Regions from separate parts of the Mus musculus genome. Here regions 1, 2 and 4 are each linked to region 3. A link is a contact called in public HiCAR-type, capture Hi-C and promoter capture Hi-C data. All regions are on one chromosome and are shown on one strand. Each heading gives the region's core, a stretch centred on a gene start, on an enhancer-like site or on the middle of the called end of the contact. The rest is flanking DNA. Distances are from core to core; before and after follow the strand shown.

The links. Promoter capture Hi-C pulls out the DNA fragments that hold promoters and counts their contacts. HiCAR-type assays count read pairs that join an accessible place to other places. Capture Hi-C pulls out chosen DNA fragments and counts their contacts.
Region 1: a promoter capture Hi-C map of pre-B cells shows a contact between it and region 3, with 4 times the contacts expected there. The contact joins the promoter of Eid1 here to the promoter of Bloc1s6 in region 3. A contact is called at or near these places in 2 of 39 promoter capture datasets (liver and pre-B cells) and 1 of 115 datasets of contacts at active chromatin or transcription factors (astrocytes).
Region 2: a HiCAR-type map of astrocytes shows a contact between it and region 3, with 15 times the contacts expected there. The contact joins the promoter of Cep152 here to the promoter of Bloc1s6 in region 3. A contact is called at or near these places in 4 of 39 promoter capture datasets (cranial neural crest, hippocampal neurons, liver and 1 more) and 1 of 115 datasets of contacts at active chromatin or transcription factors (astrocytes).
Region 4: a capture Hi-C map of embryonic stem cells shows a contact between it and region 3, with 11 times the contacts expected there. The contact joins the promoter of Slc12a1 here to the promoter of Bloc1s6 in region 3. A contact is called at or near these places in 2 of 39 promoter capture datasets (cranial neural crest and hippocampal neurons) and 1 of 9 other capture datasets (embryonic stem cells).

What each region holds. Positions count from the first base shown.
Region 1 is chr2:125,670,748-125,677,758 of GRCm38.p6, reverse strand. Eid1 (EP300 interacting inhibitor of differentiation 1) reads right to left here and starts at 4,659. Exons shown (of 1, transcript NM_025613.3): 1 at 2,116-4,659. The coding sequence starts at 4,567. The coding sequence ends at 4,088. All of the region lies in intron 4 of Shc4 (SHC (Src homology 2 domain containing) family, member 4), which reads left to right.
Region 2 is chr2:125,622,402-125,628,788 of GRCm38.p6, reverse strand. Cep152 (centrosomal protein 152) reads left to right here and starts at 3,676. Exons shown (of 28, transcript NM_001081091.1): 1 at 3,676-3,913. Shc4 (SHC (Src homology 2 domain containing) family, member 4) reads left to right here. Exons shown (of 12, transcript NM_199022.2): 12 at 1-1,342.
Region 3 is chr2:122,734,377-122,741,079 of GRCm38.p6, reverse strand. It overlaps Bloc1s6 (biogenesis of lysosomal organelles complex-1, subunit 6, pallidin), which reads right to left and starts at 2,575. Exons shown (of 5, transcript NM_019788.3): 1 at 2,376-2,575. The coding sequence starts at 2,457. It overlaps Bloc1s6os (biogenesis of lysosomal organelles complex-1, subunit 6, pallidin, opposite strand), which reads left to right and starts at 2,718. Exons shown (of 2, transcript NR_156706.1): 1 at 2,718-2,998.
Region 4 is chr2:125,147,629-125,154,996 of GRCm38.p6, reverse strand. It overlaps Slc12a1 (solute carrier family 12, member 1), which reads right to left and starts at 2,397. Exons shown (of 27, transcript NM_001079690.2): 1 at 2,364-2,397; 2 at 676-1,266. The coding sequence starts at 1,068. Ctxn2 (cortexin 2) reads right to left here. Exons shown (of 2, transcript NM_001162934.1): 2 at 7,156-7,368. The coding sequence ends at 7,294.

The sequences.
Region 1 (7,011 bases), core at 3,410-5,909, 2.9 Mb before region 3:
CCTGCAAACATTGTTCAGTACAGAATCACACTACTGCAACAAATGTAAAAGATTCACAGACACTGGGCTAAACATGTATGGGGACTATAGTGTAAGGTCCTTATGCCAGGTTATTTATACATGTTGGAGCCTGCCTGATGCTCTGCCTGTGTCTAATATGTAATAACTGATGCTGTTGAGGATAACTTTTATTATGGGGAGTGCTTTTCACCAAGGACTCCTGGATGGTTCAATCTCACCGGCAATGATAAAGCACTTAAGATATTTGAGACTTCATAGGGGCTTGCCACATGGTGACGGTTACCCTTCAGGTCTCATCAGTGACCTGTGGGTTACAGTACCTATCTGCAAGGCTTTTGGGTTTTGAATGCTGTGTTATGCTATTTAGACAGCTAAGTGAGGTAATGAACACAAATCACTTAGCACAGTGTTGGCAATATTGCTAATAGTGCCCAATGTTGTTCACTTATTCTTCTTCCAAGGCCTTCCCAGATCCATACCCAGCACTCAGGAGGACAAAAGCATAAAAAGTAAAATTGACAACAATCTTGCTTCTTCTTCTTCTTCTTCTTTTTTTTTTTCCTAACTTCAAAACCAGGGAAAAACACACTGCTCATTTAGCAGTATAAAATCCCTCAGAGGACACTGGTAAATATGAAACAACTCAAGCGTCCTGTCTAGTTGGATGTTGATTATTTATCCAAGTGTAGGTGATATCTATAGCGGGGATGATGGCTGCACAGCCTTTAGGAGCAAATGTAGAAGATACAACACAAGTAAATTCATCCATCCATCCATCCATCCTGACCTCAGAGTATCTGTATCTGTAAGCTGTGGTGCTGGTTTTACTTGCATATGGCACCATGGGGTCTCGCCGTGTTTAGGGATGACATCTTACTGAGCTACTCAAATTGTTCATTGTTTTTAGGAGGCAAAGCTGGAGATAAGACGACAGTCTCATGTGTAGAATCTAATAATCATTTTCTTTCTGTTTTTGAGACAGACTCTCTCTAAGTCCTGACTGTCCTGGAACTTGCAATGTAGATCAGACTAGCCTTGAACTCATAAAGACTAGCCTTGATCCTGCCCCCTAAGTGCTGGGATCAAGGGTATGTGCCACCATGTTCAGCTAATAATTGTTTCTTAAATGGCCCCTTCCATGGGGAGGGCTAAAATGACCTGGGGAGTGTAAAAGCAGTGGGGCTGAGGTGCACATGGTGGTGAGGCATCGTCTAGTCTGTTTCTGCTCCCCACTATCCTTTAACCTGAGGTGTGCTGTGTGACTTTTGCTCGGGAGATGTCAACAAACATCTGTTCACCCCACCTAAGGCACTGGGATGACAAACCAGTCAGTCCCACCCACACCTAGTTTTGTGAGCAGTGACTGATGAGACTACTTACAGGAGAATGGATGAGGGGTACTTACAGGTGCATGGATGACCCGAAAGGAAGCTGCATTGGGAGGCGGGGGTGGGGGTGGGGTGGGGAGTGTTCATCCAGCAAGGATGAGAACTCACAAAAGCCGCATCTCTGAGGCTTCCTCCAAAACTTGCCCTAGCTGGGCTTTTTAGAAATTCTCAGAGATGTCTTCTGAACTCCATGTGTACCATGGTATGAGCATGTGAAGTGCACACACACACACACACACACACACACACACACACATCTTAAAATAAAAATGCCAGGCATGTTGGCACATGCCTTAAATCCCAGCATGCAGGAGGCAGAACTCTGTGTGTATGAGCCCAGCCTGGTCTAGTTCTAGGACAGCTGGAGCTACATAGTGAGACCCTATCGCCACAAAACTAAAGATAAATACAAGAGGGTCCAGTGAGTAAAAGAGTTTACTACCACGCCTGATGACCTGTGTCTGATCCCTAGGCCCCACCCAAATGCTGGGAGAGAAGCAACTCCTGAAGGTTATTTTTTGCCCTTTGCTTACTGTGGCATGAATCTCCCAGATAGATAGATAGATAGATAGATAGATAGATAGATAGATAGATAGATAGATAGATAGATAAATGCAGAATAAAGGATACAAAGAAATACCAATGCATGGCTTCTCCTCTTAACTTCCACGATATACTTTGGTCCCCAAACACAAATACACTCAAATTTATGGATATTTGTATTATATTTCTGTGGAGATGTGAACAAAAGTCTATTTACAGCAGGTAAATACCAATAACAGATCAATAAATGATTCCCTCAAGTCCAACTAGTGAGGCAATTTATTGGGTGAGTAAAAAAGAGGGCTGAGGGGTTACCCATGGAAGTGTTTGTAGCGGCTCTATCTAAATGTCCTACCCTAACATGGGTGACAGCTTCCCAAACACGAGTCCCCACCTAACATCAGCCAACCTCCCACCTTTTGTGTTTTAGCACCTTCTGAAACCACATGTAACCGGGGCAAAATTATGTACAGGTGCTTTGGAGGTACAGGAGCAACTAAAATCCCAGGTGAGGGTCTAAAATTACTAACAGGCCTGCCCAATCTTGGGGGAGGTCTCTCTCCCTCCCTCCACCACATGGACCCCAGAGATCAAACTCAGGCCATCAGGCTTGGCTATATGGCAGAAGGTACCTTTACCCACTGAACCACCTCGGCAGCCTCTCAAACAAGATGACTGTAAAACCAACCAACCAACCCCACAGAAACCCAGGAGTTATCCTACTGTCTCAGCTCTGTTCTGTATTGGTTGCCATGGTGGCATCAGCAGGGACATCGTGCTAATACATCATTTTCTTCTCAAGGAACTTCAGCATCAATTAAGCCATAGCATCACATTCACAGAGCGGGTCTTCCAGAAAACTCTGAAATTTGCTTTAACATCCCAGAACCCATTTTTTGGATATTTGATACTGGTTTACATTGTAAGCATTGGATGTTTAAATATCAAGATGGAGGCGTGGCACACACAGCAAGAGAATCCTGTATAAAGCATGTATGCAAAGCTATTAGACAAAGCAAAATACACAGAACAAGAAAATTTATTATCGCCAATGCTGGTGCATAAAGATTAACAAGCATAATTAGAAGAAGGGAGGGGGAGGGGAAGAAAGAGGCAGAGAGGGAGAGAGAGAATATGAATATCAGACACCCAGGTGGACTTCTGGGTAGGTTTAAAACCTTCAAAGTTTGACAACATAATAGCTCATACATCTTTTTATAGATACAGGCAGGATTTCTTTTTACTTGACAATTTTAGCAAACAGTTCTTACAATATGAACTTCAGTTATAGTCTTACCATCTGTCAAGGTACAAAACAGCAAGTGAAATTTCCCTAGTATAAAAGGGTATTAGAAAGTTTGTCTTTGGGCTTTCCCATACATTTTATTTAATGCATGAACTTAAAACCTTAAAAAGACATCCTGTTTCTTTCTTTACTTTGAAAATCATTACAATGGGTTTTTCCAAATTAGAGGTCACAGTAGCTTTATAAATCATGAAGATACATGTGCAGTCAAAATTCCAGAAGCGTTTGTAACACATTTTAAGATGACAGCACACATGATAACACGTCTACATTTATACCCACATTTACTTGGACTACTCTGTGGGGTAGATGAATACTCAATCTTAAACCTCAAGTTTAGCTTTTGATAACTGATGTGTATAAATCACCAAAAAGAATTTGGAAAGTTTTTTTTTTTTTCAATAGCCTTTCAGTTCGAATTAAAGACATCTTGGAATGTATTTCCCCCCATTCTTTAATTAGATTCTTGTATTGGTAGTCACAATTTACTCTTCCAAACCATCTTTAAAAGCTTAACAGAGAAAGCTCTTCTCCAATGTAAGGAAAATCATCTCGATCAACAGTCTGAACCAGAGGTTTTTGCTGAGCCCCTGTGAGACCAAAGAGGAACGATTTGGTCTTTTTCTCCTCGCGATTCTCAGGTTTAACACTCCTCCTTCCTCGATTCTCCTTTTCCACAATGCATGGTCATTCACTGTCCCGTCTTCTATTCCGAGAAACAAAAACCAACTGTTTTTATTTTTTGCACAGAACTATTTGGAATGAACCCCAAAATAGCAGAATGTTGAATCTCTCCCTCTCAGGTAGTTTCCTCCTCTCTCGTCAGCATTTACTCTCGATCAATGATCTCATCACAACCGAGCTCTTCGGTCAGTCGATTGACAACCATCAGCGAAAACAGCTCTTCGATAAAAGCTAGCTGGTCGAAAGGGCTCTTCTCACACCGCGCCTGAAAGCCGCCATCCAGGGCATCTCCGGCTCGCGCGGTTCGCAGGAACACCTTGTTGGCTTCCTCCAGGGCGGCGGACACCCTGTGCATCGCGCCGCTCCAGCGCTCCTCTTCAGGGAACTCGTAGTCGTCCTCCCAGTCATCAAACTCGTCGCCTTCCAGGTCCGCGCCAGCCTCGGGGAACAGACCGCGCTGGGCGCGGGCGGCGGCCGGCCCGGCCTCCTCCTCCATGGGGCCCTCCTCCGGGGCCGGCCCGCGGGCCCCGCGGCCTACCTCCATATAGCCCTCGCCGGGCAGCACGTCCATCTGCAACTCGTTGCTTTCTTCGTACAGCTCGCAAAGCTCTGCCATCTCCGCCATGGTGGAAGCGACTCGACCAAGGTGGAAAAAAAAAAGGAACCTTTTGCAGAGACGGGCGCGCGAACGGGCGTGGTGCGCGTGCGCAGGCAAGAGGGCGTGCGTGGAGCGCGAGCTGGGGGGGGGGGGCGCGTGCGCAGGCGAGTGGGCATGCGTGATGCGCGTGCGGAGCACGTTTCACGTGCGCAAACGGGTAGGCGGGCGTGGTGCGCGTGCCAGCATGGCGTGCGTGTGCTGGCGAGTAGGCCGCTTGGTCCACGGGGGGGGGGGGGGGCGTGGTGCGCGGGCGCGGGCGCGGGCGCGAGCTCTTCCCTTCCCACCCCTCACCCCCTATGTTTCCCGGACTCCCACCTCACCCTCACACCCACTCAGGACCCGCGATGCTTCCGCTGGTGACCCACCTGGAGACCAGCTCTAAGTTCCTTGCCAAGTGCTTGCTTTGCCTAGATGGAAAGCCCTGGCCTTCTGTCACAGATGCCATCTCTCCTCCACCTCCCTGCCTCCCCAGCGTTCCTGTGATCAGCATGTCCATTACCTCTCACCATTTCAAATCCCACTAGTCCCGTCCTGCGCACTGAGAAAATTTAACTTTTCGGTTTTTTTCTTCTGAATTTATTGAAGTTGACCTAACCAAAGATAAATTGTGTGTATGTCCACACGTATATACCATGGGGAAACTAAACCACATACATGTGTGAGTACTAGGATAAAGAAAGGTGGAAAATAGGCTATACATATTTTAAATATATACAGATAATCACGCGCCACGGTTGCTCTACAAACTTAAACTGTAGCCAATAGTGTTTGAGAATATCCACACCCTTACCACGTATTGTTTTATGGAATTAATATAAGTAAACTTAAGTTTTATCAATTTGATCTCTCTTTCGTGTGTATGCGTTTGTTTGCCTGTCTGTAATGTTTGTGTGCCACGTGTGTGCATTGTGCCTACAGAGGCCAAAAGAGGGCGTTGGAACTCCTAGAAACGAAGTCAGTTGTACACTGCCCTGTGATTACTGGGAGTCGAACCCTGGTCCTTAGTGTGAGCAGCCGATGCTGTTTACTGCTGAGCCATTTCTCCAGCCTTGATTGTATCTTTATAATCTTTCCATAGCTTTAGTTTATTATTCGTGGATGCAATGGCCCTGTCATGTCCAAGAGACAATGCTCCATAGCATTCCTCTTTATCTTATATAATTTTTGCCAATGGTCATTTTTTATATTCTTCAGCGAACTTTTCTCCAAAGTGTTACATGATCCTTACTAGTTTTACATACTTGAACATATTTGTATGAAATCTTCCTCTTTATCCATTAAATGAAGTTTCTCATGAGCTGTTATTGGAATATAATCTTTGCATGTTGATTTTTGTTCTTATTGAAATGTTAATAGAGAAAAGTGCACAGGTAATGTGTGTGGCTTAATTATCACAAGCTACATATATTTGTTTACTTACTACCCAGAAGAAAAGGCATCATTCGTGGATCCCAGAAAACCACTCTTCTCTCTTTTTGTGCCTCGTGAATAACCACAATTCAGACTTTATGCAAATAGTTCAATAAAAAGTTTGCCAGTTTTGATAAATGAAACGATGTATTGATATATTCTTTGTTTTGACTTCTTTTTTAACCCAACAAATATGTTGTCATATTTTAAGCAGTCTACTATTTGAATATCACAATAGTCACCTTCAGGATTGCTTCTAATTCAGGGCTATTATAAATAGCCTAGTTATTTCATTTCCTAAGGAAACATCTTGTTGCACAACTTTATTCAATTATTGTTGAGTATGCTTCTAGGAGCAGTTTTGCTTGGCTGTCTTGTATGTACAGCCTTCGTAGGTTCTGCCTCACAGTTCTGCAATCAGGATTCATTGGTAGTTGCATAGCTGGCATTTTAATTAACCTTTAAAACCTATACAAGTCAGTTATTGCACTGTGATTTCCAAACACAAGCAAACAAATTAGAATCTCCAATAAAACAATCATTTTGGGTTAAATTAGTGCAGTTATTTGGCTAGTGATATCAGAAGTCTTTATGTTTTTCAATCGTTTTTAGGTTTATGTGTGGGTGTTTTGCCTACTTGTGTGTACTATGTACATGTTCTGTGCCCCTAGAGGCCAGAAAAGGGCTTTGCATCTTCTGGAACCAGAGTCACAGGTTGTTTGAGACAACATGTTGGTACTGGGACTGGAACCAGGGTCCTTAACCTCTGAGCAACCTCTCTATCCCCCATGTTAGAAATCTTAATATTAGTGTGTTTGGATACATAGTAGTGAATAACTAAACAAAAGTAAATACACTAAGTCTATAAACAGAAAAAATAAATAAGAGTATGAAGGGAAGGGGGGAAATGTTCTGGTTAAATTGATGACACATGTTTCCAAGTCTGCTTTTTTAACTCTCAGCTCTCAATTTTTCTGGAAAGAAATTTTTATATTCCAGAA
Region 2 (6,387 bases), core at 2,427-4,926, 2.9 Mb before region 3:
TCTAAAGTATATGAAAATCTCCTTGTGATTGGCTGCCACTGCGCCCTGGTGTCACCTCGGTATGTGTCTTATCACCATCTGTACGTGTGATCAGACAAAATGCAGAAGGGCTGGGAAAGGTCTGCTACACACCGGACAATGGTTCAACCAGTGGTGAGATTAAGAATTCTCAGAGAAGCCCAAGGCTCAGACTATTCACCACTGTGAGTCTTGGCAGGTCGCTAAACCTGTCTGGATTCCAGTTTTCTTGTCCATAAGATGAGGGAGCTTGAGGTGCACTCAGAGGGCCGTTGCTATCCTAACATAGTAGTTTTTTTCTTTGTTAAAAGTTAACACTGATAAGCAGACTGTGCAGTTGAGGGCAAATATTTAGGATTTTTCCCTTTATTCTGTGTCTATACTCTACAGGTAACAGGTTTAGCCAAATTACACTCTCATAGTCTGACCCCAAGTGTTTCAGCATAAATCAGGTAATGTTGGTTTAGTGGATCTGGTTGTCTTTAGTAATAGCAGAAATGCTTCAGTCAGTCCTTACTTGCCTATGCATATAAAGATACAGTCACTACAGGAGAGAGAGAGAGAGAGAGAGAGAGAGAGAGAGAGAGAGAGAGAGAGAGAGAGAGAGAGAGAGAGGAGAGAGGAGAGAGGAGAGAGGAGAGAGGAGAGAGGAGAGAGATCCTAAGCTTTCTGGATAGTTATCTCAACACCACTTCATTTTGGCTAAGTAGAGACAACTTAACCTTTGTGATTATGATGTATTTGGTAAGTTTTAAGTATAGTATGGGATCGTTCCTATGGGTAGAAATCATCAGAAATCAAGTACATTGAAGCCTGGCATTTTTACATAACAACTCACCATTTTATTTCTGTCGCCACTGGCTTCTTAGGTAAGTTTGTTTCCTTTCCACAGCTAGAAAGTCGTGCATATTCCATTGCTTTTCCTCCATCTATCTTAGGTCTTAATCATTTTTCTTCGTAAGAGGGATCAGCATAGTGATAGGGACTCATAGGTAACCTGCAGCAGAGACAGGGCGGGCCTACTGCCTCCTTCCAGCTGGGGAACGCAGACTGGGTGGCCAGCGGAGTTCCAGATGCAGGGGGCACTGTGGTGTGAGCCGCACGCATGGGCAGTCAACACTGGACTGGTGCTGTTGTAGCCTGGGAGGCAGATGCTGCACTTTCAGATGCCATAGACACTGTTCACCAACCCTAAAAGATGTAAGAAATGTCTGCATGCGGTTTTAATCTCATAGTCTCAACCTCTATTTTAAAATGGTGGTTCATTTGCCTATAAATATCTGTAAATGAGTTTTCTTTAAAAAAATAAATGATTATTGCTTTATGACAGCTGACAATGTGTGGTGTTTGGGACTTAGACATTTTATCAGGAATGTGATGGATCAGTGTCTCTGCAGGAAACAGATGGCTCATTCAAACTGGGTAATTTGAGGCGAGACTAATAAAGGAGATTTAAGGTACAGGCAACGTATAGAGAAACCACAGGCAGAGTGCAGTGGTCTAGGGCCCAGGACAAGGGAGAGGGTGGGAACAGTTACTGATCATGGAGAAGGACTGTCTGACTACATGGAGGAGCTGTGGACAATACAGAGGTAACGGCTGATCTCGGTGATGCAAAAGAGATTAGCTAAGTCATTAATAACCTAATTTTTTTCTATTCCCATCTCTGATCTACTGGGATTCTTCACTGATTGAGATAACATAAAGGCAGAGTTGGGGGGTGGTGGTGGAGGGGAGCTTGTCTTGAAGGTCAGCTTCCTAGGGCACAGTGGAGTGAGACCAGAGAAAGCAGGGTCTCCTGCTGGGGTTCTTGGTGTTCTTAGTAAAACAATCTAAGAATGGACTCAAACCAAGCTTGAGGACAATGAGACTTAGAGTTCAAAGCAAAGGTTCAGGGTAGGCAAGCTGTAAATCATGGGGCTGCCCAGAAGAGGAGAAAGAGCCATGCTCTTTGAGTTTGGCTGGTTCACAGGTCAACCACACGGTGGACCAGCAGCAGGATGGGGGAGGGGGAGCTTTAGAGAAAGAGTGAAAAAGCTCAAAGTCCCAGAGAAAACTGACTTGGGCCAGCATCCAAAAGCAACAGCTGGGAAGCAAGAGGAAAAGTTAACACCTGCTGGGCTCAGGACTCACAAAGGCAGGTGGGCCCTGCGGAACTTCGTGGCGGATCCAGACTAAGTACACTAGGGACAGACATCCTGGAAGGAAAAGTACACTATCTCAACACAGAGCAAGTTATCCCCCTATGTCCCCTGCCATTCTCATGCACTATTGCATCGTAGACCTCAGCATGGGGCACTGGACATATCTTTCTCATTAGCCGATACTTGGATCACCTTCGACAAGTGCCATTTCCCCGAAGGCCTTTCATTAGTCTTTTCTTGACCAACATCTTCATTTGCCCATTCCTTCATTTATTCACTAATGAGTTAACACAGTTGTTTTGAGTGCCTAGCATGGGCCATGAAACATGAAGACAAATGCTCAAGTGAATACCCCCAAGACGTTCATATTGTTCTACCAGTGAAGCAGACACACGGTAACAGATCGTAGTAGAAGAGAAATCCATCTTCTCTTGGGGTCGGTATGCACCCTGTGTACAGTGGTAGGGAGATCCAGTTCCACTGAGTGACGTCATGTGTTTCGAGGGCTGAGTGGGTGAGAGGTGGGGCAATTGACTCGAAAAGCAGCCCAGGAGATGGGGTGGGAGGAGGGGAAACAGGAGCCATCCCAGAACTATTGGTAGTGCAGCCTTGTGACTTGGTTCTGTTTCTCTCACTCAAGCTCTTATTCTGTATCAGACCCCTAGCTGAGGGTCAATGTCAGCCGTACAAGGATAGGATGCAGGTGGCAGACTTAGCAAACAGCCAGATTTGGAAGAGCCTTGGACAAGTATCTTACTCCACACGGTACACAGGGGAAAGATTTAAAAAGATGTGGGCATCCAAGTCACCAAGTTCTTGGCATGCACTAGAGCCCTTCTTACCAAAGAAGCCAGAGACAGCAACTGTTCCAGAACTCAGGTCTCGAACATGCCAGGTCCAGCCACCCTCAACAAGCCAATCAAGAGACACACATTAAAATTGAACAGCCAAAGTGATATTTATCCATTGTGTTTGCGATCTCCAAGTTCGATGATATAATGGGATTTAACGACAGGCTAACATCTAAGAACATTCGCGGAAATTCGAGTTTTAGGGAGGAGGCACCTGGGAGCTCCTCCAGTTTTATCAGTAAAGAAACACAAATCTTAACCAGCCAAGTCTGAAGATGATGCCAAATTTAACAACGACCAGGGCTGGCAGTGGCACTTCAGAGAGCAAAAAGGGCCATTGGATGAAACTTAGACGTGTAAGGGGAAAAAAAGGAATGTCCTAGCTAACCTCTGGGAGGGCAAACAGTCCGCCGTATCTAAGCAACCGTAGTCCTCTAGGAGGCTTTTGTGATTGGCTCACTATTTCCCCAATGGAGGCTCCGGGAAGCTTCCCGCCGCCACTGGCGCCCTCTTCGAACAGCCGCGCTCTTGCAACTGCGGGCGACTTCTCAACCGACCTTGTGGGAGGCGGGTTTTCCGCCCCATAGCTCCGCCCAGCCGTCAGGCCCATCGAGCAGCGGCGGCGATTGGAGGAGGCGGCTGCTCGTCGAGTGGCGGGGTTCGCGGGCTAGGGTGTAACCGGGAAGGTGCTCGCGGCTGGAAGTCAGGGCAGCGGGTTGCGGGTTGCGGGAGGTGACTGCGGTCTCCCGGCCAGGCTGGCGGCTGCGGGATCGGGACCCGCGTTCGAGTCTCCTACACCGGGGCTGTGCTTGCTGGCTCCCTTCTCGATCTTCAGCCTGGGCGTCCCATCGGCAGACCTGTGCGCGCCCGTGGTTCTTGGACCCCGGGCCCAGTTCTTTGGTAAGGGCGCTGCGTGAGTACACCCAGTCGAGGGGGCTTCCTGTATTTTGGGGTTACTGTCTTCTGCTCACCTTGGTTTTCCATGCTGCTATCGGTACTACCGAGCTCAAGAGATTGTCATTGCCCCCTCCCTCCGTACTCTTTGTAGTAGGAACAGGATTTGGAAAGTGTCTAAAATAGACTGTTGCGTTCTGGCTGTTTCCACCCTGTAAGAGAAGTTAGTGTGTAAGCTAGTGCGTGCAGTTTTCTAACTCCCAGGGCAATTACATTTAGTCCATCTTGTAGTCATGCATTTTTCAGTGTGATTTAAGCTGAATTTCACTTCGTAGCTTCACAATTCTTGATTGTTTGCATGTAAATAAAGGCTGAAGTTTGAAGCCACAAGCAAAGGATATAAGCCATGCGCTCTGGAAGTGGCCAGAATGCACTTTGGATGGAGCAGGCATCTAGAGGAGGGCGGAGTCCTTATCCGGGAGTTGTAAGGTTTCCCACACCTATGATGTTTTCACCGTTTCATTACTAAAGAAACGGAAGCAGTTACGATTGCACAGCTGCCAGAGCTGAGGATCTTCAGTTCTTAATTGCTTACAGCCATATTACATCCTTTGGGATGCAAACAAACAAACAAACAAACAATTTGGAATGTAAACAAATAAAAAGAGATCTGCCTAAAGACCCTATCTACTCCGGTGGGAGTAGATAATAGTTTCAGCAGTTAAGAGATTGTCAATGCTCTTGCAAGAGGCTGTGAGTTCATTTCTTGCACCCAAATTGTATAGGTCACAACTACGTGTGACTCCGGCTCCAGGGGAATCCTAAGGCCTGTGACCCAATGGATATATTCACTCATAATGATGATGATGATGATAAATATTTTTGGAAAGGAAAATATACACTAAAGTTTGCTCACAAAACAAGTAAATATTTTTCCCTCTATGTGAGGGGGTGGAAGGGGGTGACCAAAAACTACCAGGGACAGTGCTGACAAGTATTGTCAGACAAGTATTGACAAGCTGGGTCAGAGGTGTAAGAGAAGACAGCTGTGCTTCTTGTATTCTTGTAGTGGGGTTAGGAAAAGTTTCCCGGCTAGAGTGAGACTATTAACCAGGGAGCTGTATTTTAGGGAGCACACTGCCCACGTTGATCCCTTGGTTTATGTTTTAAGTGGTCAGCTCTCTGGTCAAGCATAGGAGTAGGCCACTGTTCCTACTAATGGCATAATTTTGCCATATTCACCAAGATACAGTTTTACTATGGCAAATGCACATTGCTATCGATTGTTTTCATGATGATCTGTCAGCACACATCTCACCAGCAATTTATTTATTAAAGCCACAAAAAAACATAGAGTTGTGGCCATTTTCAATGTAGTAGTTGAAGGTAGCACGGTGCTACTTAGAGTACACTTCCTGAATTCTTCATGGACTTAACCTCTGTGTGTGTGTGTGTGTGCGCGCGCGCGCGCGCGCGAGTGGATATTTGTATGGCTCCACCCTGTTAGAGACTGGTATCTGTGGCTGTTCAGTGTTTAGGCCATGCTAGCTGGCGTTGCCCAGGACGTTCCAGACAGCCTCTCACCTGTGCCTCCCCGTCCCGTAGAAGTGTTCCTTACAGATGCCTGGGCTCTCTGTCTGGCCTTAATGTGGTTTCTGAAGATTTGAACTCAGGTCTGCACACTTGCATGGCCACTTGCACTGAGCGATCTCCTGAGCCTGATGAACTCAGACTGTAATAATATTCAATGAACATTTATATTTCTTTCTAAAATGGATTTTTATGCTATTTTCTCATCTTAAGTTGTCATTTTCTTAGAAAAAAATGTTTACTGATACTTTTTATTAAGTGATTTGTAAGTAGTTTTACAGTTTTGTAATTTCATCTCTTGACTTTGTAAATGTGTTCTGTGATATATACTATTTGATTGATGGAAGTGGCCAGAATGGACTTAGGATGGAGCAGGCATCTAGAGGAGGGCGGAGTCCTTATCCGGGAGTTGTAAGGTTTCCCACACTTATGCTGTTTTTTTACTGTTTTAAAAGGCTGATATCTTTTGCTTGAAACAGTTTAAAAATTTTATTTTTACTTTGTATGCCTGAGTCTTTTACCTGCAAGTTTATCTGTGCACCACTTGTGTGCCTGGTGCCTGTGGAGGACAGAAATGGGCCTCTGGTCTCCTGAAACTGAAGTTATAGACATTGTGAGCTGCCATGATACTGGGAATTGAATCTTGGTCCTCTGCTGAAGAGACAAGCACTCTTGACCTCTGAGCCAACTTTCCAGTCCCGGGAAGGATCTTTGTGTCTTCTGGAAGATTGGGTGCCTTTGGCTTGGCTTTGTCTCACATCTTTAGGGTCATAGGTTAAAGTGTATCCCGGTTTCCATCATCTGAGACTCTGTAAGTCTGATGTCTGTCTGGAGCTATGAACTAAACCCCGATATGAGAGAAATGTTTTCTCCTCACCTTACAGCGGTCT
Region 3 (6,703 bases), core at 1,326-3,825:
CTGGGAACTACTAATGTGCCTTTGGACGCGGAACGAAAAGCTTACATTTGACAAATAATTCCACTGCTTAAGTTGTGTCTACAATAATAGTACAACAAGCACCAACTTCAAACATGGACAATATATAATAGATGAACAGAAAGAAACACCAGACTAAAGCTATTACAACTTTAAGATGGAACAACAAATTTGCCTACCTACACACACACTTTAACTCATAGGCCTCCCTTTCCCATTCTAATTATTAGCAATTATTGGATAGGTATTAGTTATTAAGTTCCAGGCACTTCACTGTGGAAGACTCTAGAACAGAGCTTTCGGCCATGTGGTGGCAACCCCTTTAACAGGGGTCACCTAAGTCCATCAAAACACAGATATTTACATTATGATCCATAACAGTAGCAAAATTACATTTATGAAGCAGTCAAAAAATATTAAAGGGTCGCAGCATTAGACGATTGAGAAGCACAGTTCTAAAAGAAAAACCAGGTCTTTACCATATACATACAATATATGTGCACTGAACACCTACTGTCTGCTAATTTCTTAGTCACAACAATAAATAAGGTAAACTCTCCTCCCTGAGTACACAATACAGGGGAGTATACAAAGCCATTACAAAAACTGTCGTGGAATCTAACAGTCTGAGGTGATTTCTAAGGAAGACGGGCTGTTGAAGATGCTGAATGCCCACCTCATCCTCCCACCCCATCTTCTCTTCTCTTTGCTAATCACTATAAAAATGTAAACCCATGGGAAAAGGCACTCCTTAAAAAGCCTAACTCCAATGGAGTCAGTCTGCAGTTTTCTCACGTAATCGGCCAGAAACTGCCTTTACCCAGCCATGCACATCAGCTTTTCATCACGCTGTTCTGAAGGTCTTCCATTCATTTGTCTGTTTTAAGACAAAGTCTATCACAGGTATCTTTCTTCAGCAATGTATATGGATCTACATAGTTCATCAACACTGCTGTGGTCTTCCTAATCCTTGCACGCTCCTATTTCTATGGGAGACATTCTTAGAAAACAGTGTGGAACAGAACATGTGACCATCTTTGAAACTGCAAAAACCCTCTAAAAAATGGCCCCAACTTAGACTGCAGCCACCACTTTCATATGGATACAAATCTGAAAGGAGCCGAGGGGGTGCAACATTGTTAAACAGAATGAGAAACTGCAAGGATGAACAGCAAGGCCATGCACAGAAAGCAACAGTGAGCTATTAATATATGCCGTGAGTCAGCCTGTGAGGGTCCCTGAGTGCCAATTCTATGGAAAATTCAGTAAGTGGCAAGAAGCCATTTTAGGATTCTAAGGATTCATGCCTGGAGCTTGTGTTGGGGCAGTAAAGTTACAACAATGGACACACCATGCTGTGAGAATGAGAGACTAGCGGTGGTAGCTTTACACTGCTGAGGGGAGATAGATGCTAATGCCCTGCGGAATCCTCTACATGAAACAGAGGGAACTGAATCCAAGAGTGCAAATTCAGTTTCATGGGAGAGTAAGCTCACACCATTATCAAGAAGATCAGACAGCTGAGGCTAGGGATCTAGCTCTGTAGTAGAGCACTTGTTTAACATGAAATAAGTCCTGAGTTGAACCTGCAGCTAGCACCTATCCCTATCTCTGCCCTACTCTCTGACATCTGCTTTTATTTATATGCATACCACCCATTCGTTATGTGCAGAAAGAGAGAAAGAGGGGGAGAAGGGAGGGGAAGGGAGAAAGAGAGAGGCCCAGGTTCCAAGTAGGTACTACAGAGTATTACTAATGTGACTGAACAAGTCATGAAAGGGATATGTCATTAAAGAAAAGCACTGCCAGGAAATGCTGGGTTATTTGTAGCTTCCTATTTCTGAAACGCAGAGATTATTTTTAGAAGCTCCATCTAGCTTCTCTCATATGAACCAATGCTCACAGAAAATGATTTGAGTGGTGTTTTCAATCTCACAAAAACGATGGTATAAACAGTGCCCATCTGCCTATATAGCAAATTAACTGCTTCGTCCAACGGACGCCTTCGGGCATCAATGCTTAAATTTCTTCTGGAAATGTGCGGACGGCTGCTGGAGTCTCGGATGAAGTAATGTCACCTAGGAGGTCAGAGTATTTCATGAGTAGACACTATTGTACAGTTTCCTAAAAATCTACCTTCTCTCTGGCAGACTGATCGCCAACCACTAACCCTGTGACAAACAGTTGAAAAGCAACACAAACGCAAACCTTTAACACAAACCGCACCCAACAGTGCGTTTCCTCGCGGGACCAGGGTTGCCTGGCCAGGATGCTCTAGGCAGGAGGGTCGCCTGCGCTGGAGTCCCACCCACTCGAACCCGGCCCCTGTGGGCAGTCGCCCCGCAAAACAGCCGTACCCGGCGTGGGCTCGCCGGCCTCCAGGCTGTCGGAAGGCCCCGTAAGGACCCCGTCTGGAGGCGGTGGCTCAGGAACACTCATATCCCCGCACTGGGCGCTGCGTGAGGCGAGTGCTGTGGAGAAGTCACAGGCAAAGAAACCTAACGCGTTCCAGAGTCCATCCGGACGAAAGCCGCCGAGGCACACGGAAGTGACGAAAGCGGAAAACCTCGCTTTCCGACGCAGAACGTTACTGCAAGTCCGGAACGCCCGCCCCCCCCCGCCCCCCCCGTGTCAGCGCCCTAGGCGCAGCCGTGCGCGTGCGGGTTCGGTTTCACAGAGGGTGGCCGGCGGAACCCGGAAGAGAGGTTAGAGGACCGGATGTCGCCATAACCGTGTGAATGTCCCCAGTGTTGTGTCCAGTTTATAACTCGGGCCGCTAAGTGAGTCAATACGAACTCTGAGCTTGAGCGTTGCTGAGGATCTCTTCCAGTGCTTGGAAATGACGTAAAGGCTTTCTTGGAGCATCATTTGGACAAATTAAGTCAAATTACCAAAAGCACATGCTGGGCTCCTGTAAGATGATATCATGAGTTCTAAAGGAAAGTATGTAGACTTGGACAGACTCAGCTCCACAGCAAATGTAAGGATTCTCGACCCTTTTGTAAACTCTGACCTCTAGTAGCATCTCTAGTTGCTCCTCAGGTTACCTGTTCAGTTTTCCATATTGTAGCCAAAGCTATCTCAAAAAAAAAAAAAAAAACTAATATAAATAAACAAATAATGCCATGCCCCTGGAATGCACTGGCTCCCTATTGTCACCATCTTATGTTCAGTTTCACTTTAGCCACTTTTCAAGGGTAACTTCTCAACTCTCCACGGTAGAATGTCCACAGACTAATCCTTGAGACTTCTAAATATATTAGAGGGCATGGCAACGAATAAAAGCTACTAGTTAACATAACCTTAAAATAGGAAGGGTACTCCAAGGACCCAAGGTAACAGTCTGTAAAACTGATGGGGTGGGGCTGTCTGAAAAAAGATTTGATTACAAAGGATGATTAAACAAACACTGATGGGTTTGAAGACAGAGGAAGGGAGTCATTATTCTGGATGGTGGGTGACCTCCAGAAAAATTGGTAACCAATTCCTCCCCTAAAGCTTTTGTAATGGAACTCAACCCTGTGAGGTTGCTGAACTATAGAATGTGTAATAATTAGTGTTGTCATACAAATAGGAAAACAATTTATTACTCTTCAAACATCTTGTGCAATCTGGGCATTGTACGCTGTCCATTGTGCTTGTTCCTGTTTCAAACTAGAGTATCTTTTTCAAAGGCCTATTCATCTTTTAAGTGCTCTAGGATAATATCTTTTTTATTGTTTTGTTTCACAAGGTGAGGTGTCCTGTAGCCTAATCTGGCCTTAGACTCAATATGTAATTAGGGATGGCCTTGAATTCTTGGTCCTCCAGCAGACACGAGCCAGCACACTCAAACACACCTTTACTGTGGACACCATTCATTATCTCATTATTTCCTCCCTTTCATTCAGCAGTCACAGTGAAGACATTTCACAACAACAAACATCCTCCTGCCATTTAGCACTGAGCTCCTCCTTGCATTCATTATTTTATGTTTTCTTCTTTTGAATTAAAAATGACAAATAGAAACTCTTATGCATAGAGTACCAAAATAATTCTCGATAAATTTGCTAATTGGTGAACTATTGATGCCCTAGCCCTAATTCCAAACTGTATATTCCAAAGTCTGAGTTATACAACATGGTAAACATGATGAAACACCTGGCACCCTTGCTTGGTTATAAGTTTCATGTACTAATGGTGTTGTGGTGCCCTTTGGAATAGAGCCATATCCTATGAGTTTTCATTGGCTCCTTCTATCTCTTGGCCAGTACTAAGTACATTTCATTAAATTTTAAATACTGGTTATTTAAATTTAATGGATGAAATAAACTGTTATGTCCTACCTTGTCTTTATGATTTGTTTTGCTATAAGGAGAATTCTTGTTAGGAATTTTATTATTTTTAACATTTTAACTTACTGTAACAAAATCACCTAAATAAACAAGGAGTTTGTACCACATTCATCTTGCTTTTCTCTCTGATCTTTTCCTTCTTTTTCTCTTACAGCTTGCAATTCAATGTGCCACTTGTTTGTTAAGGACCCTCTGTATATGACACAGAGCTCAAAGCAACTTCTAAAACTTGATTGCAAAGAACACAACAGTTTATTGTGTCATGTTATGTCTTTTGAAGGGTCTTTAGTTTTCCCATTTTCTTTTACGTATCAAAGTTATACACTCCAAATACTTTAATGTAATACCTTTTAAGATTGAACTAGACACCTTAGTTATGCTAAAAATAGAGTTCTAGTTCCTATCCACCAGAAACATTGCTAGGCACCAAATGTTATAGTTTGTGTTAGAGTTTGTTCTTGAGGTTACATATTATGCATTGAAAAATGTATAACATTGTATTGTCCAGACAATGATCTACAATAGCCAAAGTTTGAGTTTTGAGTGAATGTTTATTAAATATACAGGAAGCCAAAGTAAAAGAATAAACAGCAGAAGGGTGGGTGGGGTGTGTGGATGATGGTGATAGATACACACATGGCACAAACATCCTCAGATTAGCAGCTCAACACTCTCAGCAGAGGTTGACTGTGGATGCCCCATTATGGTATCCAGCTGAGGTTCCCCACTGAGAGTCCCAGGCATAGGAGAGTGTCCCAACACTCTCCTTAGGTAAAGCTGAGCTCCCCAGGTAGAAGAAAAAAATACCCACAGATAGAGGTAACATCATCAAAGTGGGAGCTCCAGCAGAAACCAACTGGGGAAGTAGAGGCAGTCAGCTGAAGTTCCCGACCCATTGCTTTCTTTCTGTGGAGCAGGGTCACATGGCTGAATATCTGGTTTCTCTTTCATACTTGCAAGTACTTTATATCATGGGTTAACCAATAGTAACCTCTGTTGGAAATGGATTATCTTCTCAATGTTCTCAGGACATGGTGTTTTTACTCTTGGGCTATTTGCCCTTCCTGTCACTGAGTTAGAGAGGTCAGCCTATACCCAGACAAGGGGCCTTCAAGAGACACATGCTTGGTTCTGGAATGTGGGGAGGCTGGCTGTCGGAGCATAATCTTTGCTTCCAGAGACAGTTTCTTGGTGAGCTCAGACAGCACATGACAGTTACTAGTTTAATAAGCACTGCACCATCATACTACGATAATAATTCATGCCCTGCCTCGAATGCTGTTGGGATTCTTATCATCCCCGCTGCCCTTGGTGCTCGTCAAGAGTAGTAGTTGATTCGAAATGTCAACTTGCTTGGATTCAGAAGCTCCTAGATTACTTACGCACACCTCTGGGTGCGCACGTGAGAGTATTTCCAGACCAACTTCACAAGAAAGTGATAGACGATGCTCCCTGAATGCAGGCAGTACCCTCCCATGAGCCAGGAGCCAAGATAAGCTACTAGGAGCCCAGGAAGAAGTCTGGCAGCAGGATACTCTGTATCCCTCTCACTGCAGGTGTGTGAACCGCTTTGCTCACCATGACCTCCCTGCTGTGACAGATCAAAATTTCTAAACCCATCAAGGACCAGGGCAGACCAACGCCTTTGAAAATGTGAGCCCAAGTAAACCACCCTCCTTTACATGACTTTTCTCAGTTATATTTCACATCAATGAAGAGCTAATGAATGCATCTAGCAAACACTGGTAGCTTTATTTATATAACCTATTTAGAGTGATTGTTTCTATATGCGTTTGTATTTAAGTTTCCATCAAGTCTTTTCATGATAACTCATCTTTTACTGCTGGTTTATTTAATATACAATGAATATGCATATTTATGTATAACATACATATATTATGTATACATATATGTATAATATAAATATGATATGCACACTACATATATATTATACATATATGTATATGTGTGTATATGTATATATGTGTATATGTAAATTTGAGTATATGTGTATGTTTATATGTATGTATGTGTGTGTATATATGTTATACATAGGTATATATGTGTGTGTATGTATATATATATATATGCCCACTGAAGAACAAAGATCTTGTTGCTTCCAAGTTCTGATAATGATGAAAGAATATGGTATTAACACACGTGCAGGTTTTCATGTGGACATGTGTTTTCTAATTCAGTGCATAAATTTGAAGGAGTGGGATTTCTGGGTCGTAGGATAAGATGTGCTTTTACTAAAAAATGACAAGGTCTCTTCTAAGATGATGTTGCGTCTTGCATCCTTAGCAGTGGTAAAGATCCTTGTTGCTTTTACAGACTTATTTACCTTTTAG
Region 4 (7,368 bases), core at 1,148-3,647, 2.4 Mb before region 3:
CAGAAAGGCAGGATCTGTCAGTGTATCTCCGAGGAAATCTCAGAAGAAATCTAAGCGTCTAAATGAGGTATAGATTAGAGTCTTTCGGAGACTTTGGAACCCTTTTACGTTCTTTAAACAGGAAGTTTGGCCACTTCTGTGCTCCTGGGCTTAAATTTAGAAGAGCCAGGAGCCTCAGGCAAAGGTGTGAAGAGGAGGGACGCAAGGGCTGAATCTTATGCAATTCGAATCTTTCTTTTTAAAATAGAAAAACTAGTCATAACTCTGCTCTACTCTCCAGAGTAGCTGTGTCTTAAGGCCACAATGTGGCTGGACTACAGGCTGGCCCCCACAATAGGAACTATGAAAGCACAATGGTTTGTTTAAGGATTGCTGTGGAATCTTTAACACTAAACTGGAAACGGCGTAGGATTCAGTGTGGCGCAGTCAGCCCAGTGGGACTTGAGTGTCCTTACTGCAAACACCATAGCATACATTGCCTAACTTCCCGAGTTCACTCTGCACTTCTTTCCCAAGTCAGTAAACATTTGCAAAGCACCTGTACAGTTTCTGTTTCTTGGGACCCAGAGACAGCCGCATAAGGAGGCTAGATGGCGTGGACTAGTTCTCTTTGTTTGCCCACCACTTATGATGCAGTGTTTTCACCCCGAGGGAACAGCACGGAAGGATGCTTACCTTAGCCAGCTGCTCGTGGATCTCCAGCAGGCTGGGCCGGTTGACCTTGGGCCCGCTCACGCTGCCTGTGTTGCGGTAGTATTCAATCTTGGGGACGGCGTCCATGGTTTGTAGGTAGTATGTGTTTGTGTGAGAGTCGTAGGCGTGAAACGTGGTGTCTGTTTTGGCAGTCTCTCCAGTTTGGAGAAAATTGTCATAGCACTCCTGATTCCCAGGCCTAAAGCTGATTCTCAGTCTGTTTTGGGCTTCGTCCCCGAAAGAGGTCTCTTCATAATGTGGGGGGTCTGCACTGTCGCCCACGGCTGCCGCACTGCCATGGCCCTCGTTTATAACATGGACCTGAAAGCGACTGGCACTACTGGGCACTGAGTTGGAAGGGATGCTGACCGACATCTTCCAAAATCTACTGTGGAACTACCTATTTTATAGTGGTTGTTGTTTTAATCTACGTATTTCTGCTTTAAAATAGACAATAGTGTGGTTATAATACGGAGCGCTTGGCTTCGGTTTTAGATGACCCGATAGCTAGATCCCTGATGTATTGTTGATATGTGGTCTCCCATGCAAACTTCAGAATGGTCCTCAAGGCTGCTATTAAGAAAGAAAGTTATATTTGTTCCAGGCAATTGCAAACATATTTAAGAAGGGCTGTGGCTGGAGCTACAGTTTTCCTTCATAAGATGTCCAATTTTATGTTTGTTTCACTAAAAATTTCTCGTCTTCAAACCCTTGCTACCTGAGCAAGGAAACGGGACTGGGTTCTGCAAACAGAAATTCCAGGGAAGTCACTAGCATGTGACTGTTGGTCATGTTTGCTTGGAAGTCACCAGGACATTTAGAAAGCATGTTAGTAGTCAAGGACAGTAAGAGAGTTCACGGAGGGTCTAAATGCCAGCATTGCAAAGCATTTTACACTAATGACATTATCCTCCATTGTCTGATACACAAAAACCTTGAAAAGTATATTTTGCTAGTTCTTAAAAAAATCTACATATCATTAATGATAAATTTGACCCAGAAAAACTTTCACCTGTGTAACATGTAAAAAGGTATATTTTAGAATATGAAATTAAAACAAACAAACAAACACCAAAAAACAAAGACTAAGTCTCTTAAGATGATGTTCTGTGAATTAAAAAAAAAATTTAGTAGCCTCTGAAACATTTCATTTGCTCACATATTTGTGGTTTTTCATAATGCTATTATGGAAACCTTAAAAAAATGAGTGTTTGGGATACAAAAAGCAGCCACAGCTCTCAGTAAAGGCTTATGTTCTGCTGGCTCCTCTTAATGCAATGTTTCAGGAGTTCAATAAACCACCTGGTAATTTTCACAATTCTACAGTAAGCGCCAACCTTAAATACTGTCTTTGGGGTAATATTTCTTTGTAAATACCTTACAAGTTGATTTTTTTTTCCAAAGAAAACTAGAAAACGAGAACAATATTAACAAAAGCTTGGCTCTTGCACAGTTATTTAACGCATTTCTTTGGATAAAACAAACAAACAAATACACATAATTTAAACTCTTAAATAATCTTTCCTGGTGAAGTTATCCATGCAGCCCACATCTCTTAGCTTTTTAGAACATTTAAGTTCTCACAGTCCCTGGCGTCTTCAGTCCAGCCCTCAGGCTCTGTGTTTCCACATGATATGAAGTTGAGGCTTCTGCCCAGCCCAGACACTTACCGCCCCATCCAGCAGCCTTCTTCTGAGCAACAGTAACCCACATTAGCGTCGCACACGCATATATGGGGCCTTAGAGTTTAAGCTACAACCTTAGGCTTCTGCTCATTGGTTAAAAACTTTCTTGAAAGCGATGACTTTTCAGTCATTGGCCTGGAATAGTGGGAAAAGCCCCACACCAGTCATTAGCCCTGAGGAACCAACTGTAAGTACCACATCAACTAGTAACTAGTAGTAAATCATTAATCCTTTTAGGCAGTAAACAAAATAAAGTTTCTTTAATTTACAGATTGCACAACAACAAATCCTTCAAAAAATATTGCTTCAGTTGTTTGGGACTAGATAAATTTAGTTCTATGGTCTGCCATTCTGTCTCTGTCTCTATTTCTGTTTCTCTCTCTCTCTCTCTCTCTCTCTCTCTCTCTCTCTCTCTCTCTCTCTCTCAGTAAGAATCGAACCCAGGGCCTCACATATTCTAAGTAAGCGCTCTACCCCTGAGCTCCCCAGCCCATCTCTAACTGTCTTGCCTTGCTAATTGCCTGTGCTGGCCTGAGCTCACTCTGTACCCCTGGAGTCTCACCATCCTCCTGACCTCAGCCTCCCAAGGAGCTGGAAGCAGCCTCTGCCACCAGGCCTAGCTTATCACCTTGTTTTTGATGAGACCCAGTGACCTCATATTGCTCAGCATAGGAACCAAAATACCAAGAGATGGTCTCAATATTTTGTGGTTAGGAAATGTTACCTGAAATTATTTGACCTTACTTACCTTGCCTCCTCTCTGCATAGGAAGTGAGCAGACTGAGGGTAGAATTAGTGAAGTATTAAAAAGATTTCTGCTGAGTGTGAAAACCGCTTTAAGCTGCTCGAGTCAAACCGGGCACACTTCCCAGTGGTACTACTAAATGGCTTTTCTGTCTCCTCGCGGAGGAGCCATTTTTATCACGTCTAGTTTCTGAGTTTTGCTCAGAAGACGGTACGGCTCCAACCTGTGAGCTGGTGATTAAGACGGCACACGCAATTCCTCCTTGCAGGCTCTGTCATTGGTTTTCAATCAGGATGATCGAATGAGTCCTCTTTGGATCTAATAAGAAGCTATTCAAGTGATTTCCAGTTGCCCGGGTGGCTCTGCTGTGGTGTGACGTAGTGATTAAGTGTGAGCTGTGAGTGAAAAATTCTCCATTTCAGTTCTGGCCCTGCCACTTCCTGCCTGGGGAAATTCAGGAGACTCGTTCACCGTGTATGCTTCAATGTCCTCGTAGGCACACAATATGCAGACACTAACAGCATGTGGCCTGCTGAGTTACCGTGAGGCTTACACGAGCTCATTTATGTCTGTTTCTAAATAGCGCCGGTTTGAGCACAGTGCTTGCTTGGACTATTTTAGCAGGATTTATTATCTATTTGTAACTTTGTTTCTAACTCATGATTCTGAGACCAACCATTAAAGACATGGATAGGAATCACACCTTTTAAAATCAAGGGAAAGGTAAATTGGTGACCAAACACAGGATTGAACAAAGGGACATGCAGATGCCGGAGGAAAACCCAGTTGCTGCCAGCTGAGTGCCTTGGTACTAAGCCGAGCTAACGTTGTAAGGTTCTGCCGGAATCAGAATTATAAAGAGACAGCTGTAACTTGATCTTCTCTCTTCTTCTGGTTTTACAGCTATCGATTTGTGTGTTGGGGTGTGAGTGTACACACCGTATGCTATACAGAGAGGTCAAAGGCCGACCTCAGAGGAGTCTGTTCTCCAGGTATGTCTGCCCCAGGGTTTAAATTCGAATGTCAGGCCTGGCAGCGAGAGCCTTTACCTACTGAGTAATCTTGTTAGCCCCTATCTTCTCATGAAGACCACTTTAATTGAAGAAATTTATTTCTTCAATAAGGGGTTGCAACTCTCACTTAGAAGAAGAGCATTCTGTACAGGAGGTCAGGTGTCAGATTCAGGTAGGGGGTGCTGGGATACTTAATAGATCAATAGGCTGCTGAGATGAGGCTGGGACCCAAGACACGTTCTCTTGCCTGTACCAGGATGATTGGCAGCATCCATTGCTCACCTGCCTTCAGGAATACCTTCTTCATTCTTCAGCCTTTTTCTTCCCTCAGAGGCTGGGAGCACCTCTGGAGTCAGTCTCTTTTTCTTGCTGCATGCCTCTCTGACCTCAGTGAGTATGAATTAGTTTTGGTCTCAGTCTTCCATCAAGCAGACATTTTCATTTGAGGCTCTTATCTCTAACGGGGAAATGATAGCCTCTGTTGTTCATTAGGGGGGTTCAGACCTTCTAGAGTGGCTGGGAGATAGTCAGGGGATATGGATGAGATGACATCATTCAACCTTGGATGGTGAGCTTAAGTCGAGCCTTTGAGGCAGGTGGGTAAGGAAACTATCTGGAGGTACAGACACCATCTTTCTTCCTGTTCTCCCTAACAGGCTCTTGTATGTGGCAATAGGGGCTCATCTGGGTATGATACTGGCCATCTATTCTTAGAGGCATTAACATTTCTTGAAGTTTCCATATTATATCTCAACAATAACCAACTCTTTATAGTGATCACTTCTCACTCTGGAAACACAGATGATGACCGTTCTCCTACCCCCAGCTCCCAAGAGTAAGATGCACACATGAAAAATAAAAGCCATGAATCAAGTACTTCCTGTCAGTGTGATGCTGGGAGTGGTAGTGTATTGGGAGTTGATGACCTGAAGTGGTACATTCCTTATGATCATGTCTCACACCTCTCTCTCTCTCTCTCTCTCTCTCTCTCTCTCTCTCTCTCTCTCTCTCTCTCTCTCCCTCCCTCCCTCCCTCCCTCCCTCCCTCCCTCCCTCCCTCCTCTTTCTTTCTTTTCTTCTTTCTGAAATAAAAATCTGATATTGTGAAATGGAAAGTCTTGTGAATGGAACCTCTGTAAGTTGGACATTAATTTTGGGCACGGGGGGGGTGGGGTGGGGGTGGGCACAGAATCACAAAGATGATGCCCTGTGTTTGGGCACAGATGCCTTTCAGCAAAGTCAGCTGAGTTCAATTTACTGAGTTACTCTTGGGCCAGATTACCAACTGGGTGTGAGGGTCTCTGAACCACCTGGGGCACCAAGAGCATCTTTGATGTCAAGGCTTGTAACGGAAGAACCATAGCCAACATAGATATTTTATAAATCTACTAGGAGCAAGTAAGCAAACAAACAGAAGGCCCATCAGGCATCTTTCTGGGGCTGCTATTTGGGAATGCCACAGACACGATTAGGAGTCTTGGTAAAAAACTGTAGAGGCCAAGGGGTTGGCTCAATGGGGAAAGGGTCTGCTGTGCAAGCAGAGACCCGAGTTCAGATATCTACCATGCATGCAAACCTCAGGTGTGGGGGAAGCATTATAGCCTCAGTGCTGGGCTGGGAGTGGTATGGAGACAGAGAAAGAATGACGTATTTACCCGCTCTATAGTTTTCAGAGTGCTTTTCCATTCTTTACATATCCATACTCTTACCAGCATTCCTGAGAGACACAGCCCAGGCTTCTTACCCTTGCTTCATGGATATGGAAACTGCCTCTGCTGAGCCAACATTGGAACCCAGGGAACATGCACGATAACTTTAATCCTTTCCTTAGCTCTCTGACTTCCCAGATAAAACCTGTGGCATGTTTAGGCTGCTGGTGTTTACAACAGTCTATCATGTGTTCATGCCTCCTCAAGAATAGTTTCATACCCTATGGCTAGCTCTCCCCTGAAGTCCACTGAGCTTAGACAACTGGCTTCTGGTGGCATGGCTTCAGAGGTGGCAGGCTGGACACCTTGCCTCAGTACAATTATCCCTCTTACTGGGTGATGTTGGAGCTGTTTCTTTAGTACTAGCCATGAAGGAGGATGGTGAAGCTGGTGTGAGGCAGGACTGGTGGTGACTCTACACTACAGGATCTCACCATAGGAGGTTCTTCAAGGCAGAGAAGAGTGGCGGGAATTCTGAGACCCTTCACATCAGCAAGCTTGCAAGGTTTGCCTGTTAGTTTTCTGAATTTGTTCCACAGTGAGCTTTCTGACCTATCATCCCTGTTTAAGAAAAAAATATTCTTTCCTTTGGGGGCTGAAAGACTTTTGAGCCCAAGTGTTGTGTAATGATTTCCTCTGAGACAAGCCCTCATCTTAGAAAGAAGTTCCTCAAGTCACAGAATGCTCTAAGGGGAGGTAAAACAGTCCATTAAGGAACCAAAAAGCCCCAGGAAGTTTCTGAAACTGACCAGATACCCTAGTTCTTTCCTCCCCCAAATGTACATAAGCAGTACGAACTGCTGAGAGGTGATCTCAGACAAGCCGAGATGCCTGGAAGAGGTTCAGATCACATGAGCTGCCTCAAAGAGACACTGTCTAACCCATGGATGGAGCTGCCTGCAGGCTGTGCCCTGAACTCCAGGTTCCCAGCCTTTGTGAACTGTCACTAGCTCATGCTGGCATGGGCTATTGGTGATTCACCGTTGTGTCATTTCTGCTCCTATAAGTAACTCTTCATCCATATTCCTAGAAGTGACCCCAGTCTATCACCAGGCTGAGTAGAACTGTGTTCCTGTCTCTTTCAAGACATATTATCACACAACACAAGGGTCACTGAAGCTATGCTGTGACTCCAGTCAGGAGTGTGGGGAGGGTAGATAGGTTTGCTTTGCAAAATCCCTTAGGTAGCTCATTAGCCTGGGCAGATATCAGAGGAGAGAATATGGCAGAAGAGGTGTGGTTTCCGCTCTATGGATAGAAACCTCCACTGAGGAGGAAGACCAGGGAAAACACAAGATTGTACACAGCATGGTGGATAAACCAATCATAGATGTTTATTGAATGTCATGAATGGAATGATTTTCTCTCCAACAGCACAGGCAAGCTAATTACAGATGTGTTTATCACATGTCTCAATGGAACTGGGAATACCATGAATCAGAGCCACTATCAGGCAAGTGCATACTCAAAGGTCCCCTTATCAAACTCTTCAACTTCATCTTCCCATGTAGAAGAGGGCATGCT